Linked DNA regions of Zea mays: all the other regions are linked to region 1. A link is a contact called in public Hi-C data. All regions are on one chromosome and are shown on one strand. Each heading gives the region's core, a stretch centred on a gene start, on an enhancer-like site or on the middle of the called end of the contact. The rest is flanking DNA. Distances are from core to core; before and after follow the strand shown. Region 1 has its middle 45 kb from the start of LOC100283611. Region 2 has its middle 27 kb from the start of LOC100278708. Region 3 has its middle 59 kb from the start of LOC100282035.

Region 1 (4,117 bases), core at 528-3,027:
CTAGATTCTCACCCAAACGAGCTAGATTGTTGGCATTATTCTTTTTATCCGGGTTCTTTCTTGAAATCCCCTGGCACATTTGGATGGAATCCTCGGATTCTAAAGTTTCTTTCTGTATCTGAACTATTGAAATTCCTATGGATGCAAACGATCCATACGTTTAGCTGAGCTGAAACGACATCCGTTGATGGCAATCTGTGCTGCTGTTGATCTGTTGGACTACCTGACCAGATGAGTGGACTAGCTTGGTGAGAATTGGACCGGTTATTTTACTTGCTTTTGTGTGGTAGAGGAGGATGGCAAACCTAGATTGAAAACGATGACATGTGAAAAATCCAAACATTTGGGGTTTGTCGCTTTCCCCCTAAAACGCTTGGAGTGAGTTGTTCGAGTTGTTGCAATTTTGGTGGTGGTCGATTGAGTTGGCTGAGTTGACTCAGTCCGTCGTGAGTGCTTCGGTTGTTGGTCTGCACGCCGTAGTTGCAGTGATGTGCAGCACATCACCCTAATTTTGTGGGTTCTATGTTCAGATTCAGCTCAAAAGACCGGGTTGCATTTTTTTTTTGTTTTTTTGTCCCAATAATAAAATTTACGGCAAATATTTTGTGGCTATTTCAAAAAGAACTCTGAATATGCTCATTCTGTTGGTTCGGTTTGATTATTTTAATCTCAAGAGACGGCAACATAAAAGAGCGAGAAATAAAAAGGCTGCTTGGCTCTAGCTGCAACAACTAGCCAATCCAACAACATTTACTGCATGACTATAGAAAATCAGTACTCTCTGGAGTAGAGCTGTAGGCCTTTGGGTTTTGAAGGTTAGTTTGGAAACTCAAATTCCCTTTGGGATTGAAGGTAATGAGAGAGAAAATTAGTTTATTTTCACCTTAATCCCCTCTAATCTCGAAGGGGATTTGAGATTCCCAAATTAGCCCTTAGGATGTGACCTTTCAGCCGAGTGATATCCAGTCCGATAAACCAGCAGAAGCGACAGGGCCAAAGTAGAGTGAAAACATAAAACAAATAGCAAGCGGAACTGCTTAAAACTCGAACACACAATACACAATGCTTACCGTAGAGAGAACAAGGCCACAACTAGAAGTACAGCACTGGAAAAAAAAACAAGACAAGACAACAACGAGCCAACGATATAGACCCGTCCTGCAAACAGCACTGATTCTCAATTTATCCAAAAAATACAATTTAATCAAATTCATTTTGGATTGAAAATATATTTGTGATTGATGGCCTTCATGCCGTTGATATATATATATATATATATATGTGTGTGGGTGCGCGCGCATGTCAATTATCGTGTGTAATACCCAAAAGTTGGAGAAATACAATAATCCTTGAGACCAAGTGTCTAAGTGAGTTTTGTTTATTTTCTTTAGCATCTCAACAATATACAAGGGTTTGATGTAAAAGAAATTATCAAATAAAAATAACTAAAACAACTATGCACTCATGCTGATATGCTTTGATTTCTGCACTTAATTTAGTGATCAGACTTCATTGGAATTTAAAATAAAAAGGGAAAAGAAATAATAAAGGAAGAATAGAAAACAAAAAAGGGGAAAGCTTCCCTCGATCGCATGGGCCGAATTCCCCAGCCCACAGGAGCATCCCGCACGCGGCTCAGGTGGCTCACACGGGATCATTGTGCCGATAGGGAGGCACATCCTGTCAGTCGTTATCCCTCCGCACGGACCAGCCTTCTATGCTTTCTTTTACCTTCCACCGACGGGTGGGCCCTTTGGCTTAGCCCCTCACGCACCTTGCTAGCACTCGTGTGTCACGACGCTCTCTGCCACGTGGGCCCCAGAGTTCAGGCGTCGTGCTTTCCCCCCTCTGTGCGCATAGCGGGCATGGCCGTTACAAACACTGTGCCCCCTCCTGCTTATCCCTCATGCAAGGGCTGGGTGGCAGTCCCCTCGACCTGGGAGATAAGACCCAGGGCACCTACGCCCCTCCTTCTTATCCTTCGTGCAAGACTCATCGAAACCGCCACAAGAGAGAGAGTCGGGAGAGCTGTCGCCGCCGCATAGCCCGTGCGGCTTGAGAGAGAGGCGTCGTGCTGGGCGAACCGCCACTGTTAGGCTCGACCAATTGGGTCAGTGGGATTCGGCAACGCTCGAGAAGACCGGTTGTCGCATCGACGGACGAAGTGGTGATCGGAGCGCGTGACGATTTCACGCCGGAGTCGGAGCTCCATCGTCGATTCCATTGCGTCCTGCGAGCGGGCTACTTCACAGCTATCACTGGTGAGAAAACCCTTTCAAGTTGTTTGTCGCGTCTTCCTCTACGTGTAGCTCGTTCATATCGGGATTGGAGCTTCGGGAAAGTATCGGGGAACTTCGGTCGTCCTCCTCTAGGTTTGGAAGGGCGGCGCCGCTGAGTCTTGTGGTCGGGTGGGGAAGAGGGTCCCCAACCATTGATCAGGTGACAGTCGACTTAGATTAGATGAAGGGAAGCGTTTTGCAGAGATGGATCTGAGTCGTTGGATTTTGGGCATATGGATCGGATCTGGTGATGGCGTGGCGCTAAGTGGGCAGCGGAATCATGATCCAAGCGTTGAAATCGCATACCGGTTCATAGTGATGCAGATCTAATCCTGGCCATCCGATCTTGATCGGGCGGCTCTTGTGCGGCTATCCCCGTCCATCGTGCACAACTTGCATATGTGTCCCTGGCTTTATTTGAAAACAACATGTCGTCCACACAGAAGCAAATAATAGTGCATATAGGTCCTGGAACTTACACAAAGCACCCTAGATTTTTTCAAAATGTTACCAGCAGCCCAAACATGCTTCTAGTTTAATGAAATCAATTAGAAAATGATGTTCCCTTGACCACTTTTCTTTACCCAATAATATTCTCTATGATCACTTTGGCATGTTCAGGCTTAATTTTGATGGGACCCAATAGGTCACCCTAGTTTGCTTTACTTTATACCCTATTTATCACTGAACTTTTGGGTAGCATTTGCTATTGCTCTATGTGGTTTTGGGTGTTAAGACAAATATGATTTATGATCATGCTTTATTATTGTGATTCTATTCTTTAATGTTCATGATAAGATTATGGTGTTAATTGGAACATGGAGCTTAACTTGAGATAACAGTGCTACCACAAGGGTGGAATGGGACGCCCTTGGCCAAGTAATTAGGAAAGTTAGGGAGAGATTACCTTACCTGAAAGGGGCAAGCGGGGAGGCATCGCTGCAGAGTATAGGGAGGTTCTTGGGTCGGACTATCTATTTAGCTTTCCGGACGAGGGATTCCTATGCTTCCTTCTTCCTTCTTTCTGAATCTGTAGCGGGTCTTCTCGAACTAGTAGAACTTTGGAAAGGCCTTGTACTGCTACCTTGCCTCGTCTCCTCGATAGAGATGAATGGAACTTTTAGACCCCTTAGCAAATGGGGCGTCCACGCGCCACTACACCGACGCACCACATCCCCACTAGCCTGACTCCACCGCTACCCTAGATATAACCTCTATTTCTGTATCATGATCGTAGATCACATAACCCAGTTAGGTGTCTCATGTTCGAAAGAGACACAGTGTAAATATGTGGATCTTTGCATATCTATAATTGTATCTATTTCGAATTGTCCATATTTTTTGGACAGCCCGTGGTTGCGTAGATAGGGTTAATTTCCATGCTTTACTCTCATCTGAGACAGAGTTTCTGTAAAGCCCAAAATTGGTAGGAGAAAATAATAATAATAATGATGAAATAATTAAATAAATATATTTAAGATAGTGTTTTAGGGACTTTTGAAACCTTTGGATATTATTGGGTTTCTCATGCTTTTGAATGTTCAATTGAATAGAATTAAACTAGCCAAATAACAAAATAAAGAAATATAGAATTATGTATCTCATGATGGAGTTCTTGCATTTTTACCTTTGTGCTCAAAATTTTGAGACAAGCTTAAGTTTGAAAAGTAGAACTTGTAGCACCCAAAAATATTATTTTGGATTTCTAATAAGAATGATACGAGGATTTGAAACATGATATTCTTTATATCACCTTTTAAGTCGTATCTTCTTAAATAGATACAACTAAATACTAAAAGATTTAATGATCTTATATAAATTAAGTTATTCTTTTTAGA
Region 2 (4,117 bases), core at 874-3,373, 380 kb after region 1:
CAAAGTTGCAATTATTACAATAATCATACATGAACATAAACTTTAAACACAGGAGTTGAGAGGAAGACTTTGCAATAAGGTAATAGACATTAAGTAACTTTTAAGTATACAAACCGAATAGTATTTATTATTACATGCCCGAGGTAAAGTTAAAGTGCTAACTTATTACATCAACTGGGAAGAAACCATCTTCCCACAGTACACACATAATGCACATAAGTAAAAGTCGCTATTATGAGTTTAACAAAACTCAAACGTGTTGATAGCTTCTCCGGCAACAACAATGGGAATAAAACCCTAAGTATGGAATTACTCAGCAAGACTGACCCGACTAAAGAAAAGACCCTCAAGGATATGCTAGTTGTTGGGAATCAAGGTAAAGCTTACCAAATTTCAAAGACTTAGTTTTGCAGAAAAGCTTACTAGTAGTGGGTCCTTAAGCCAAACTTTTACTTCACAAGTTAAGTTCATTTTCTGCATCTAGATTTGCCTAATCTAGAGCATTCACTTGTCCTATACTAGCTTCATTTTAGCATCTTTTGTTTCACTTGTTAACTACGCTGAGGGTCGAAGATCTAGTCTTCATATCCGAGAAGTTTGGCGATGCGAATCGATTAATACCCAGCTGGGGATCTCCAACCACACGACATATGTAGCACTTAACCCTTGCATATGTCAACTCGGCCATGGGTTTCTCAAGACCAGAATAGGTCCCCGCCAACCGATAGCTCAGTACCCCACCATCCAGCCTCTTGCCAGGTGGATACACGATACTCTCGCCATCTCTCCACTCCCATTGCGGGCCAACCTTTCTAGTATTGGTCCAACCGAGGCTAAGCTTACCAATGATGAGGCATGTGGCCAGTTAAAGGGTCCTAGATCAACAGGCCAACAATCGGAATGGTCCTTAATCGACATAGACAGTACGACCTTTCCTGCTCAATGTCTGGTCTCACATTAAATTATTTATGAAAACCTGGTACCTGTTAGAGGTACCCTTCTAAAATGATGAAGTCATCAAGGCCTTTGATACCTTCATCATTCTAGTTCATTTTTCTTTGTAAAAACAAGATTCATAGATCAAAACATTTTTGTTCCTAGTCTATAAGCATACTAACCACGTCTAGCTTTTCAAATCAGGTATCAAGGATGATAATCAATAATTCAAGGAAGTTATGCAGCAAAGGGTTAATCATTAAATTCCTACCACCTAATGCAGCATATAAGTGATAAAAGTTTTAAAACAGCAAGTAGGTGGTAAATGCACCGGGGCTTGCCTTTGTGAGGAGGAGAGTCGGGCTCTTCTATAAGGATATTGCAGTTAGCAGCAAATCCAAATGGGGCACCTTCTGGAGGACCTTCGGCGATAACCTCAGTTGGAGAAGTTTCAGGTGGAGGAACAGGCTCCTCTTCCACTTCCACTTCAAATTCTTCTTCTAGGTGCTCTACAAGTCAACTAGAAATACATGCTCATGTAATGATATGATATGCACAATCTCACAAGGGAAAGGTGGAATGCTCAATTATTCTTAAGTAAACATATAGTTATTATACTTATAGTTTTAGGTTATCTAATGATGGCTTAAAGTGGTCCAACTAAATCTACTTCAAAGTATCAGAGAACATATACTCCAAAGCTTGCCAATATTGGTGTTTGACATTATGTGTGACTCAAGTTTGATCCAACCCTAAATTAGTATTAAAGATTAGTGTGTTTTAAATACTCATACATAGTTAGTTTCTGGTTTTCTAATTAAATAAATTCCAAACATGCTCAAACTTTGACCAGGAGTTATTCTAAAGGTATATAAATTTCTCAAAATTTTCTATGATTTTTGGACCTATGGTTTTATTTCTAAAATTCTTTCAAGCTTCTCAAGCGTACTTTAAAATAACTAAGAATTTACTTATTATGGCAAAAACCCTAAGAATAATTTTAATATAAACTACATAATTTCGTGGGCTCTACAAAATTAGTTTAGTAATTTTTTGCAGTTTCCTATAATTTATAATGAATTTTGCAACCTGCTACTCAAAAGAAAAAGGAAAACCACCAATGGTACTGGCCCGAAACCATACGCTCGGCCCACGGGTTTGCCAGAGCACGGCCCCACATCAGCCATTCTCGCCCGCGCCTATCCTTTTTGCGGCCAAGTCCCTACTGCCCAAATTAATTTCACCGAGCCTATTCTACTATTGCAGTGAGTCAAAGTCCCACGCGTTTAACCCCTCGGTCTTCGTTTCTTTTACCACGGCGGGTCCACGACACCGCCGCGCTAGAGTGTCGGCGAGCCGAAATCCAACTAGCCAAAGGGGCCGTCCCCAGCGAAAATCGAGGCACCCCCGCATGCCCCGGACCAAGGCGAACTCACTCAGGGTAGAAACGGCTACGGAGACCTTAAGAGCTATGTTCACCGTGACACCGGTGAACACAAAAGTCCGGCGAGCCACGACTAGAACCTAGGACATGGTAGAACTTAAACGAAGAGTATGGGGAGCATCAGTGGCTCACCGAGCACACGATGCTCATCAAAGTTTGCTTGGAGAAGTCGTAAGCGGATCGGTCAACGTTGGGGGTGGTTCACGGCGTCGATCCACGACGGCAAGCCGGTGTTCTGGACCAACCAGAATGTTAGAGATCAAACGGGCAATTCGGTGGGCTTCACCATCAAGCGTAAGCATTGGAATACTAAACCCAGGGCACAAAATTATACCGTGTTAGCCTGACCTTGATGGGGTGAGACGTCGGCGGCGTGATCACCAAACGCAGGGAATCGCTGTGCGAAGGACTTGGGCAAACACCCGGTGCGGCTAGGGGAGCGCTAACACAGACATGAAGACGTGAGCCACTACAACCCACGGTGAACTGAACTGAACTAAGGGGGGGGGGGGGGGGGGGGGGGGGGGGGGGGGGGGGGGCAGCGAAGGCTCCTGAGCCTGGCTCTTAAGCAAATGGGACAAAGTGTATGCACTAGCTAGGTTCAAAGAAATCAGGATGAGGAGGGACCTCGAGGTACCATCAGTTACATGAGTGTAGGCACGTGGCTTCACTTCCCCACTCCACACAGGACCAATATACAGAGAGGTAAAGAGTGGAGGCTTAATCCTGTGCTGACAGCAAAACACATGAGTAGTTGAGTCACCATTTATGATATGCTCAATTCTGCCTCTGTTGCCTTCACGCCATTTTGTTCAGGATAGAGTTATTCTCATCCATTTTTTTCTAGAGTTTCCTGGAAGGGTGTAGTAGATTGGGATCCTGTCTGCTGATATTTTTTTTATCCTAGCTGAACTAGTCGAACTTGAATGCAGGACCAAATTGGGACCCCTTTTTCTCTCAATTACCAATAGCAACAGATCCATCTTAATTCACAAGAGTTATTCCCCAACCATAGATCTACTAACTTGCTATAGCAACCCATGGTTCAAAATACTCAGAACAAGAGTTATGGTGTACCAAAGTAGAGCAAAAAGACTGAAACACCCAGTTTCAGCTAACTGAAACAGCTCACCCCCAACCTGACATAGAAAATTTCAACACCTTTTTCTTCACATTTTACTCAGTAGCAAGCCCAACTCTCAACATGAAACTGTTTCACCTTCAAATTATCTTCCATCTTGCTATAAAACTTTTGGACCAAAACCTCATGAAATTGTCACAAAAATGCTCGAAACCGGGCATCATGCACTGCAAATTCAGTTTTCAGTGACTGAACATAATTCAATTACAGCCAACCTGACAGCTGATCTTGGAACCAATGTTTCTCCAGGTTTTGTATAAGATCAAGTCCCTCACCCTTAAATACATTTGTTCATTTATAGATAACCTCCATTTTTGTTATAAGGATCTCAGCTCAAAATTGCCTAGAAAAGGCACCACACAGCTCCAAAGTAGAGCCAAATACTGAAACTCAAATCTGTTCACTATTCATTATCTGGAAACTCCAAGAACCTGACAGCCCATCTTTAGGCACCCTTTTCTGTGATATTTGTGTAGCACCAAGCCAGCCTCCCTTAAACAAACTTGCACACTAATATATGTTCTTCAACTTTTCTTTAAATGGTATGGTTTAATACTCCAAGGATCAAGCACTAGAGAGCTCCAAAGTTGAGCCAA
Region 3 (4,117 bases), core at 1,004-3,503, 300 kb before region 1:
CCCTTGCTTAATTTTGATCAGAAGTTTGCAGATGAAGATATGATGGTGAACTTGATGCTAGTCTAGTGATACCCTCGGTCATCTTTCTGTGGAGGGATGCTCATGTTTCGCTGTACTTTGATGAATAAAAGTCAAGACATTATGTCTGCTCAAAGTGTATTATGTTAATATAATCTTTATTTACGCATTTATTCATTGTTCTTTTGATATATTAAACTTGTGACGTCAACATATGTGTGGAAATAGATCCTGACACACATATGCTATGCATTTGGTTTTGCCCTTAAAACCGTGTGTGACACTCATGGTACAAAAGACGAATGTCACATTTTTACTTTATAAAAGGAATTTTGTACAAAATAGCTACATAATTACATCATACGAAGACAATGATACAACAACCATAGTTGACTAGGAGACGACGGCCTAGAGCTCTCACGAACTCATCGTGGCATCCTTATGTTCCACAACTTGTAGTACCTATCCTTGACCTGGGGGATGTGAGTACAGCAAGTGTGAGCTCACATACGTTCATCACTCAACAAGTTGTGGGGAATAATGTGCATGAGCTCACTTACAGTTGGGCTCATGTGAAGTGTAAGGCTTACCAAAGGAGATGGTTAAAGCTGAGCATTGCTTTTAAAGTTGGTCAAAATTTTATTAGCGGTTACTAAGTATAAGTAGATACCAACTTAATTAAATAAGAGATCACAATTAATAATAACACGCACAATGCAATGCATATGACAAATTAAGTTTAGTTCCATAAGTTAATCATGCAAGACTCTTGAGTCGCTCTTGACCGTGAGCATGGCTGATATACCAGTTTTACACTCTGCAGAGGTTGCGCCCTTTACCCACAAGTCGTGTTACCCATCTGCCAAGGGATCGCGACTTTCCATTCATCGCCAAGGAGACGAGATAGGGTAGCACTACGAGGCCTTTACAAAGTTCCACTAGCTTCAGAAAACCTGCTACGGTTTCTGAGAAGGGCAATATAGGGATCCCTCGTCCGAAAAGCCATCACAACATGATCGACCCGAGAACCTCCCTATACTGTAGCTCCTCTACCACCCTTGCCCCATTAGCTTTCATAATTAGTCAGCCAAAAGCGTCCCTTTCCACCCTTGTGGTAGCACAGTTATCTCAAGGTAAGCTCCATGTTCCAACTAAAACGATGATCTTGTCATGAATAATAATTAAAACAATAGCATAATTGGAACATGATCATAATTCAAATGTAACATTAATCCCAAAACCAAGTTGAGCAATAGCAAGTCTACCCAATAGTTCATTTGTCTGCAAGGGGTGGGGTAAACAAGACTAGGGAAACCTATTAGGTTCCATCAAATTAACCTGAGTAAGTCACAGTCATTAATAGAGATCATTATTAGGTAAAGAAGAGTGATCAAGGGCACAACTTGCCTTAGACTTGAGATCCTTGGTATCAAGTTGGTCTTCAGATTCTCGTGACCTCACCGCTATTCGTAGCAATACATACAAATAGACAAGGATCACATAAAAATAACACTACACCAAACATGAAAACAAACAACGTAAGAATATTCTACGCGCTGCTACAAGATAGTAGGTTCGATAATCACTAAAATCGGACATACAGTTAAAATGATATAGTATTCTCAAGTTTTAGGTGATTAGATAGTAACTCTTTTATTCTTTATTGATTAATATAAATCAGAAAGGTAATGACAAATAAATAACCAGTTTATCTTTAATCTAGTTTATAACTTGACTAGAGGTTATATTTTAGTCAAACTCTAGTCATGGATATACTAACTTTGTTTAGAAGGTTTAATCTACTAAGCATAGGTTAAATGAATATTTATTTTTGCAAACATGTTATTTGATAAAATGATGTTACAAAGGCGTAGGTAACATTTTTACAGAACGAACGCAACTTGAACGGGTTTAATCGGAGTTAAGAAACGAGAGGTATAGATCTTGTAAGTTTTAGGTTAATTTTACTACTAAAATAGGTTCCGGAGACCAAATTGCGAAGGCAAAGGACCCATGTGTAATTGTTAATGTAAACCCAAGGACCCCAAATGTAATATTCCTATACTACGACTGGATGGCGGGTTATTTTGTAAAGAGTCCAGGGGCCTCTTTGCAACTCGCACCGGGCGAAGGGGGTATTGGCCCATCCTGGCCGTCCGATCAGATCTGGACGCACCAGATTAGACTATGCCCCCCGATACGGTACATAATATGAACCCTAGGATTCAAGGTATGTGGCCTAGATTTTATGAGCACGGGATATAATCCTAGCTGTCACCACGAGATTCGACGGCCACGATCTTAACACTGAAGAGAATGTCTCCGATCAAATCCTAATCGTCCGTTCCACGATCGACGGTCACCCTTGTCTCTTCTTTCTCCAACCAGTCACTGCGGCGGATGCCGGTCAACGGCAGCGCCATTGCTGGCAATCCCCCTGGTGATCATCCAACCTCGAACAGTTCTACGTACAGAGTCGAACGAGGCAAACATGACAGCTTAGGGCTTATCGGTGGTTGGTGTTGTCTTCGCCCATGACAAATCACTGCCCGTAGAGGCGCTCTTGACACCGATGAGGAATTTTCCGTGCTCCGACTGCAATCCACGCACGAGAGAGCCATGGACCGGAGTGAGGTCACACAACGACTCGCCCTGACCACAAGATTAATCTCGTAGGGCGGCGCAGGCGTGATGCCCACGCGATGGCTCCCTCTGCCACTCTCTATGCCAAGGCAGAAAACGTCCGACAACACCCTCAAATCTCTCTCGGCCACCAGAAAGGGATGAGGAGGAGGGGCAAGCTACTGGTCTGCTTTATACTTGAATGTGCGTGTCATCGGATCGAGGATTACGGACGGGGTTACGAGGATAGCGGCGAGGTTTGTTATGGTGCTCTGGTTGTTACAAACACAGAGGAAGCTTCTGACCTGCCAGACCCACAAGTCAATGACGATTCGGGTGTTTGCCGTGGTAGGAAGAGGCTGTCCCCGGGCCCCGTGATGCAGCAGCATAAAACGCGTTGCGCGCGGGTGGGGTTTTGGGCTGACTCAATTCGACCCCAAGTGGCTATAAACACGCGTTCGAGGAGCTTGGCGTGCAAGCCCGTATGTCAACGCAAGAAAAACCCAAGTCGGCCCCCGCGTGGTGTTGTTTAGATTGGCCGATCGAGGGTTTTTCGTCCCATTCGGTCTATGGTCTCTTTTTTCTTTTTAATTCCTTTTCTATTGTAATTTTCTTTTATTTTCTGATTTTAGTTCTATTGCCATATTCGAATTCAAACAAAATGCAAAAACAGGGAAAGTCCAACATGGATGAATTATTATTATGCTAATTATTCAACCCCTTTATATGCAATGCACACACACATTGTTCTTTTTAAAGATAACATTATTTTGGATGTGAAGTTCAATTAAAAGTTCTTTCAAATACTCAATATCTTATTTGTTTTTAAGATAAAATTTATGATATATAATCTCCATTAAGAGATACTAGTCTCTATTTCAACTTATATAGCAAAAGTCCCTATGATGATCTTTTGTATTTAATCTATGATTTGGAGTTCAAATTTATTTAGATTATGAAAGAATCTTTTTAATAAATCCCCAATTATGATTTTAGGTAATGCATATGTAAATGTGTTTAGTGTTTAACTTACATGTCCATTCGTGGCAGCACATCGATGAATGTCTGACACGTCCAAGAGTGTGATATGGGATAACATATTTTGAAGGTTAGTTAGCTCTTCAGCTGCTTGATCTGAAAACTGTTGGGGACTCGTTCTCAAATGCTATAAATTAAGAACAAGGCAACATAAAATGTTAAATGTTAATGCCCTTCGTCCGCTGAAGCATTATTTCCTTAAGGATTTAATGAACTTCGGACGAAGGTTAAAGACGGTACAATTACGAAGGTTGAATCTTCGTAATTGAACTCTCAGAGATTGTATAAAATAATTTGAGATATGAAGCATTAACGACAAGTAAATTATAAATAAACAACATCATTCTCATATTATACAAACTTGATGTATTCAAATGTTAGATACATTTATACCTCTGCCTTGGCAAAGAATAATTTCCGAGTGATGCAATTGCAATTG

The links. Hi-C and Micro-C count contacts between places; a contact is called where the count stands out from the background.
Region 2: a Hi-C map of ear shows a contact between it and region 1, with 3 times the contacts expected there. The contact joins two enhancer-like sites. A contact is called at or near these places in 7 of 25 Hi-C or Micro-C datasets (bundle sheath, ear, leaf and 2 more).
Region 3: a contact with region 1 is called in a Hi-C map of leaf, with 3 times the contacts expected there. The contact joins two enhancer-like sites. A contact is called at or near these places in 2 of 25 Hi-C or Micro-C datasets (endosperm and leaf).

What each region holds. Positions count from the first base shown.
Region 1 is chr9:69,025,439-69,029,555 of Zm-B73-REFERENCE-NAM-5.0, forward strand. No RefSeq gene overlaps it. Among protein-coding and RNA genes, the nearest start is that of LOC100283611, 45 kb to the left of the region's middle. Within about 2 kb of position 1,778, at least 18 of the 20 cell types and tissues checked have an H3K27ac peak or open chromatin away from gene starts, as enhancers often do. A contact at or near this core is called in bundle sheath, ear, leaf and 1 more, where this site is marked.
Region 2 is chr9:69,404,663-69,408,779 of Zm-B73-REFERENCE-NAM-5.0, forward strand. No RefSeq gene overlaps it. Among protein-coding and RNA genes, the nearest start is that of LOC100278708, 27 kb to the left of the region's middle. Within about 2 kb of position 2,124, at least 15 of the 20 cell types and tissues checked have an H3K27ac peak or open chromatin away from gene starts, as enhancers often do. A contact at or near this core is called in bundle sheath, ear, leaf and 1 more, where this site is marked.
Region 3 is chr9:68,722,923-68,727,039 of Zm-B73-REFERENCE-NAM-5.0, forward strand. No RefSeq gene overlaps it. Among protein-coding and RNA genes, the nearest start is that of LOC100282035, 59 kb to the right of the region's middle. Within about 2 kb of position 2,254, at least 14 of the 20 cell types and tissues checked have an H3K27ac peak or open chromatin away from gene starts, as enhancers often do. A contact at or near this core is called in leaf, where this site is marked.